Linked DNA regions of Triticum aestivum: region 2 is linked to region 1. Evidence: chromatin contacts called from public Hi-C data. All regions are on one chromosome and are shown on one strand. The core of a region is the stretch at or near the end of the contact, and the rest is flanking DNA. Distances in the headings are between cores, read along the strand shown.

Region 1 (3,581 bases), core at 344-2,843:
AAGATGAAGCACCTTCTTTGAAAGGGGGAACTCAAACCTGATTTTGTCTTGGTTCATTGAGCCAAGCATAAGCACTTCACTCAGTTCAATCACCGGATACATCTGAACTTATATGTTCTTTTCATTTGCCTTTTCTTTTAGCTTCACTGTAAATACCCCTTGTACCATATTTTATTTTTACAATATAATACAGCAGGACACGCTGTCTTGTCCGTAAAACAAAAATCTCTAGTATGAGGTAAAAGTTAAACCTCCAATAATACTGCCATGCCTGACACTGATGAGCATAATGCTGGAACCGAAACTGGGAGGAGGTTCATACGCTCGAGCATTTGATGAGCATAATGCTGGAACCGAAACTGGGAGGAGGTTCATACGCTCGAGCATATTCTCGGAGCACAATAAACTAATACAGCCGTTCTCACAATACTAGCCACTATCAAGTGGTCAACGCATTGTTATGCAGTTTAAGAGTTGCTTGCTGCGGGGATTAAAGCATGGTGATCTCATCTCTGGCTCTGCTTATGTTGCGTATAGGAGAAGGAATCGTTTCTGTACGAACATACTGTATATTGTTCACGCAGTTGTTCCCAGAAAAATATTCCTGCAGCCACCTTGCATCTTTTCGTAGCTACGAGTAATTTTAAAGGAGAAATTCCCAAGTAACTACGAAAGGTGGTGACAAGTTACACTCACACACCAATAGCCGGAATCAACATTCCAGAACGCCTTTCACACCATTCCCAGCAGTACATCACCGAACATGCATCAGATTCGCAGGAAGAGAAAAAGGCGTGGTTGGCAGCGGCACGTGTTGCCAGAATGGACCATAGACAGACAGTTTAGTAGTAAAAGACAAGGTCCTAAACTAGGGGGAAATTCCTCGGCCAGTTCTTTTCTGAGACGATAAGCCGATTGGTTCACTAGTTAAAGTAGCTAATCCACTGGCCTTTCGGCATATGCAGCCCCATGCATGCAATTGTTATTAGTAGTACTCCGTAGCAAATGCAAAGATCTTCCGCCAGTCCTGCGTCGTCTGCAAACCATACACCTGGGCTCCTCTCGTTGATTGCAGATGGAGCACACAGTACTCAATGATTGGAAGAAAAACCTGTCGGAATATTGGAGAAGCGGTACCAGCTTAACAACTGGAAGTGATAGGCATTCTCCTACTCGGTCAGCCTAGCAACAAGAAGTCGATTTTGGAGCCGAGAAGAATGAATAATGGGGCCCCGGCCGAGATGGGATTGTAGTGCAAGGAAAGCAACGGACGGATCACTCCAAGGCCAGTGCCGTCCGTGCAAAGCCGCGGCACCAAACCGAAAGCTACGTCCGCGTTCCAGCGCACGCCTCGCGATCCGTGCGGGCCTCCGCCGGCCGTCGCACACATCGCGAGGTCCGCCGTGTCGCCGGTAGGGGCTCGCTGACGGGTCAATGCGCGTGGGGCCCGATCACCGTCCACGACCCCGTTCGCGCCACACAGCGACAACCGCCTTTTTCGTTTTCACCCCCGTGGAACATCCCCGAGCTCTCCAAAAATATCTCGCCCGCCCACCTTTATAAGCCCGTCGCGGCCGGCCGATCTCTCCAAATCAGATCAGAACAACGCGCCCCATTGGCTCCCCTCCTCCTCCCCCGCGCACGCGCGCCCCGCAGCTTCTCTCGTTCGCCACGCAGCTTCTCTCGTTCGCCACGCAGCTTTGTACAGCTCGTACGTTAGTTGCTTGGGCGGCGGCGGCGGCCGGGTTAAATTCAACCGGAGGATTCGCGCGATCGAGCGAGTTGTTGGAATGGATGCGGCGGATAGTGGGGGCCGGCGCGAGCGGAGATGGAAGGGGAAGGCCGCGAGCTCGGCCGCGGAGAAGCAGCAGCAGCAGCTGGCGCCGGTTTTAGAAGACGCGCCGGCGGCCGCATTGCTCCCGCCGCTGAAGAAGATGCGGAGCCCCGACTGCCGCCTCCGCCGCTCCGTGTCCTCGCTGTCGTCGGCTCCTGCTTCCCCTGACTCCTCCTCTGTTTCCAACCCCCTCTCGCCGCCCGCGACGTCCTTGCCGCTCCACGCGTCGTCGACGCGGCAGATATTCCCGTTCGCGTACGATCCGTCCCCGGCGGCGGCCCCGAGGCTCCTGCAGCTGTTGCGGTACTCCTCCAGCCTGTACCAACAGCCGATGCTGCCGCAGCAGCTGCAGCAGCAGCAGCACACACCTTCGCAGCACCCGCAGATGATATCCTTCGGCGATGCCCAGCAGCAGCAGCAGCAGCAGTTCGAGGCGGCGGCGGCCTTGATCCCGCCGCAGTACATGGCGCCGGAGGCGCTGCGCTACTGGAGCGCGGCCCTGAACCTGAGCCCGCGAGGCGTGCTTGGCGGGGTCGTGCCGCCGGCGCTGTACCAGCACCTGCTGCGGCCGCCTGGCCCGGCCAAGCTGTACCGCGGCGTACGCCAGCGTCACTGGGGGAAGTGGGTGGCGGAGATCCGCCTGCCACGGAACCGCACGCGCCTGTGGCTCGGCACCTTCGACACCGCCGAGGACGCGGCCATGGCGTACGATCGCGAGGCCTTCAAGCTGCGCGGCGAGAACGCGCGGCTCAACTTCCCCGACCTCTTCCTCGGCAAAGGCCGCTCCGGCGGCAGCGGCCGCACCAGCGCCAGCGCTGCGGCGTCGGCCTCCTCCTCCTCCACGTCCGCTCCGCCGACGCCGGACGAAACCCATGCGCAGCAAGCTCAGCTGCTGCTCCAGCGTGAACAGCAGCAACAGCACACGGACGGGCAAGCGAACACTGGACCGAAACCTCCGCTCTCCGCAGCAGAGCAGGACGGCCAACCGGAACCAGAGCAAAATCCTCAGCTCCAGAACGCAGAGCAACATTGCAGCGACGGCAGCACGGCCATGATGCAGCAGGCTCCAGTGACCCCCGGCGGCGTCTGGGGCCCCGCCGACGACGCATGGTTCAGCGCGTGGGGCCCGGGCAGCTCTGTCTGGGACTACGACATGGACAGCGCTCATGGCCTCTTACTCCAGTCTCGCTTCGCCGGTGAGCAGGCCGGCATGGACTACGTCCCCAGTGCGCCGGAAGCCCACGTGGCACCGGCGGCAGGGACAGGCACGGCCTGTGGCGCTCCCCCTTCTCCTCTTCCTCCTCGTCCTCCCTTCATGTGGAAGGACTAGATACAGAATCCCATATCTGAACATCTCACACACAGAACCAACCTACGCTGTGAGATGCACACAGGCTGCAGATTTTTAACAGACAGCTTGTGGCATCATCACATAGCAGGAACATCTCATCACCTTTTCTTTTCTCTCTGATCGATTTTCTCCTGAAAATAGCAAGGAAGTCCCCGGCTGCATTTTATAGGCTGGGACAAAGGTGGACTATATTTGATTCTCCATCCTTGTAGAACCTTCCGTGATGATTCTAAGATGAGTTTTAGACATTAGATAGCTAGTACTCATTAGTTGTTTACTGCATCTTTAGTTGTGTTGTGTATGGCTTTAGGGTTCCTAATAAAGGTTCTGGAAGAGGAGACGATTTTTATGCTCTCCTCTTGTTCTTACCTGAATAATTGTGTTTTCTGCAGTATT
Region 2 (3,399 bases), core at 20-2,519, 360 kb before region 1:
TCTGTAGCCGAGCTGGAGTGGCGGCCACCCTTCTCTGAGGACGTGTCCTTATCGTCGCCGCGGCGGTCACGTGAATAGGTGACCATGGAGCCAGCCGCACTGCGGATGGTGTGGAGCCAGCTGCTGCGCCGCCTAGAACGTGCCCCGCCATTGCTGGAGCCGGAGCTGGACCTCTCCATGGGGGTGGAGGCGCCACTTTGGGAATTGGAGTTTGGGTTGGAGTTGGTGACGCTTTGGCGGCGCATGAGCTCCTGGACGATGGGGGAGCGGCCGATGAATAGCTCGAACTCCTCCACGGTAAGTTGGCGGCCGGTACCAACCTCGCGGAGCCCGGACTCCTCCCTCACCACGAACTCGCTGCCGTCGTCGAGGTTCCTGATCAAGCAGCTTGGGTCCTCCTCGACCGCCTCCAGCGTGGCACTGGCATCTGATGCGTCGGACGAGGTGGGGCGCAAACGGCCGCCTCCAACCGGAGGCTTCGCGGTGGAGGCCCCGTCCGATCTGGACCGCGAGACGGGAGAAGCCGGCCGCGGTCCCACATCGTCGTAGGAGGCGGATCGGCCCATCTCGAATCGCGCGAGGGAAGGGTCCCCCGCGAGCCCCATCAGCTGGAGCAGGCGGTGGCGGCGCTCCTGGATGGGCGCCGGCTGGGAGGTCCAGAGGTCGAGCGCGGCGGCATCGTAGCGGCGGCTGCGGCGCGGGAGGTCGCCGCCGTCGTCGTCCGAGGCGGAGGCGGAGGTGGAGGAGGCCGAGGAGGAGAGGATGCGGTCGAGCGACTCGTAGAAGAGCTCCTCCGTGTCCTCCTCCCCCTCCTCCCCCAGCACCTCGTCTTCCACGCTCATCGCGCCGCCGGCATTGGCCGCTGCCGCGGAGATCGGGGCCGCGCGCGCGCCCGGGGTGCTCGAGGAATTGCGCGACAGTGGGAGGGGGCGGCGTGGGCGAGGCGAGGGGGGGGGAAGGGGAGGGATGGCGAAGTCGTAGCAGCAAAGTGGCGTCAGATCCAGCAGTTGGCCACTCCCTGCCGCGCGCGACAGCTTAATCGCGACCCGCTGTTGCCTCCCTCCTCCCTGATCCTCTCCTTTCCTTTCCCCCGCCGTCTTACTTAAGGGTGGTTGGCGCTCGCGTCGCCGTCGCTGCTGTCCTCGCGGTAAAATGTCCTCTCCTCTCCCTCACCTGCGCTCATGGTGGTGATGGTGGTGCGGTGTCGTTACTGCCTGCCGGTTTCTACTGTGTAGTGTGTGTACTGCCCGGTGGTAACTGGCGGAGGCAGAGGCAGAGGCGAAGCGTTCTCCGCTCGGGACGGGCGAGTTAAATTCGGGTGCCGTCGGGGCCAACCTGGCAGTGAGGGAGTAAATTTTGTTCCGTCCGGTCCGACAGGGGTAACAACCGCCCGCGCCGTTTCCGATCGCAGCCGTGTCGCTGGTGTTTTTATGACGCCGCTCTGTGGACAAGGCGACGAGATGATTGCATTCACGGCTCGCCGTAGCAGTAGTACAATTGTTTTGCCCTTCCTTTTTGTGCGGATGCTATGCGCCGGTCGACCGGCCCAAATTTCGGCCGATCGCGGTGCTGCCATGTTGGATGTTGGATAATCTCTCTTCGTCTTCGATCTGAACACAACACTCGTAGGAATCACGCCACCAGCGCTCGCCGGCAACCCGTGTTGTCGCACTCGCTCCGCGCTTGTCCTCAACCATGTGCTCGCCGGCAACCCGCGCGGCCCCGTGCTCGCCCTCATGTCGATTCCAGTGCGTCTGAGTGCCGGTTGTGGCATGCCGGTCTCTAGTCGTCGCGTGTCATCGTCGTGTGTCGTTGTCACCGTAAGCAAGACCACTGCCTCCCGCAGCCCCGACGACGGTTGCAGCGCAATCTCGTGTCGATCGTAATTTGGACAGTGTTTGTGCCGGTTGCAGCAAAACAATAACATGGTTCCGGAAAAACAATACCATAGTCCAATAAAACACAAAAAATGCATGGTTCCAACAAAACAAATGCATGGTTTCAACAAAACAAATCATGGTTTCAACAAACTCGCCAATCCCAACAAAAATAATGGCTCATCGTCGATGGCTCGCAGCAAAAATTTCGGCCGGTCCCATAAAAAAAAACTAGTTTCATAAAGAAATGGATCGCCATCCCCGGTCGCATCACGTCTGTCCTAGCAAAACAACTCGTCGGTTGTAGCTCAATGTTTTGTCGGTTGCAGCATGTTCGATCGGCCTCTGTGTCATCACCTCGCTCCAGCATCGACGATTGCCGGTTGCAGCACAGGTGGCCACCGTCTTCGGCTCCCTGACGTATCGCTTGTAGCACTGGGCACCTCCGATTCCAGTGAAATGCAGCCACACCCCTGAGCGCCACATTGTCGTCTGATAAGTCTCCAACGTATCTATAATTTTTTATTGTTCCATCCTATTATAGTATCAATCTTGGATTTTTTTTATATGCATTTACAAGCAATTATATATATAATTTTTAGGACTAACCTATTAACTTGGTGCCCAGTGTCAGTTGATGTTTTTTGCCTGTTTTTAGTTTTTCAGAATATCAGTACGAAACGAAGTCCAAATGTCACAAAACATTTTAGAGATTTTTCTGGACATAAGAGACCCCGGAAGCTTCGGGAGAGGATCAGAAGATGGAGCAATGGCCCACGAGGCATCAAGGCGTGCCTAGGGGGTGGGGCGCGCTCTGGTGGCTCATGGGGCCCACGTGGCTCCGTTTGACCTATCTCCGCCTCTATAAATTCTCTAAAATCGAGAAACCAACATAGAGCCAGCCGAAATATTTTTCCCCCCACAAATTTCTCTTCTCGTGAGATCTCATCTGGAGGCCTTTTCCGGCACTCTGCCGGAGGGGGAATCAATCACGGAGGGGCTCTACATCAACCTTGTTGCCTTTTCAATGATGTGTGAGTAGTTTACCACTGACCTACTGATAACCCACAAGTGTAGGGGATCGCAATAGTTTTCGAGGGTAGAGTATCCAACCCAAATTTATTGATTCGACACAAGGGGAGTCAAAGAATATTCTCAAGTATTAGCAGTTGAGCTGTCAATTCAACAACACCTGAAAGACTTAATATCTGCAGCAAAGTATTTAGTAGCAAAGTAGTATGGAAGTAACGGTAACGGTGGCAAAAGTAACAGTAGCAGTTTTTGTAGCAATCATAACAGTGGCAACGGAAAAGTAACTAAGCAAAGATCAATATGTGAAAAGCTCATATGGCAATGGATCAATGATGGATAATTATGTCGGATGTGATTCCTCATGCAACAGTTATAACATAGGGTGACACAGAACTAGCTCCAGTTCATCAATGTAATGTAGGCATGTATTCCGAATATAGTCATAGGTGCTTATGGAAAAGAACTTGCATGACATCTTTTGTCCTACCCT

Evidence for each region. A called contact is a pair of places that touch in the nucleus more often than the background predicts.
Region 2: a contact with region 1 is called in a Hi-C map of leaf, with 2.7 times the contacts expected there. The contact joins the promoter of LOC123144927 here to the promoter of LOC123141561 in region 1. A contact is called at or near these places in 2 of 5 Hi-C or Micro-C datasets (both in leaf).

Annotation. Positions count from the first base shown.
Region 1 is chr6D:329,148,956-329,152,536 of IWGSC CS RefSeq v2.1, reverse strand. It overlaps LOC123141561 (ethylene-responsive transcription factor ERF054), which reads left to right and starts at 1,593. Exons shown (of 1, transcript XM_044560670.1): 1 at 1,593-3,433. The coding sequence starts at 1,791. The coding sequence ends at 3,164.
Region 2 is chr6D:329,506,771-329,510,169 of IWGSC CS RefSeq v2.1, reverse strand. LOC123144927 (WD repeat-containing protein 44) reads right to left here and starts at 1,269. Exons shown (of 7, transcript XM_044564199.1): 1 at 1-1,269. The coding sequence starts at 842.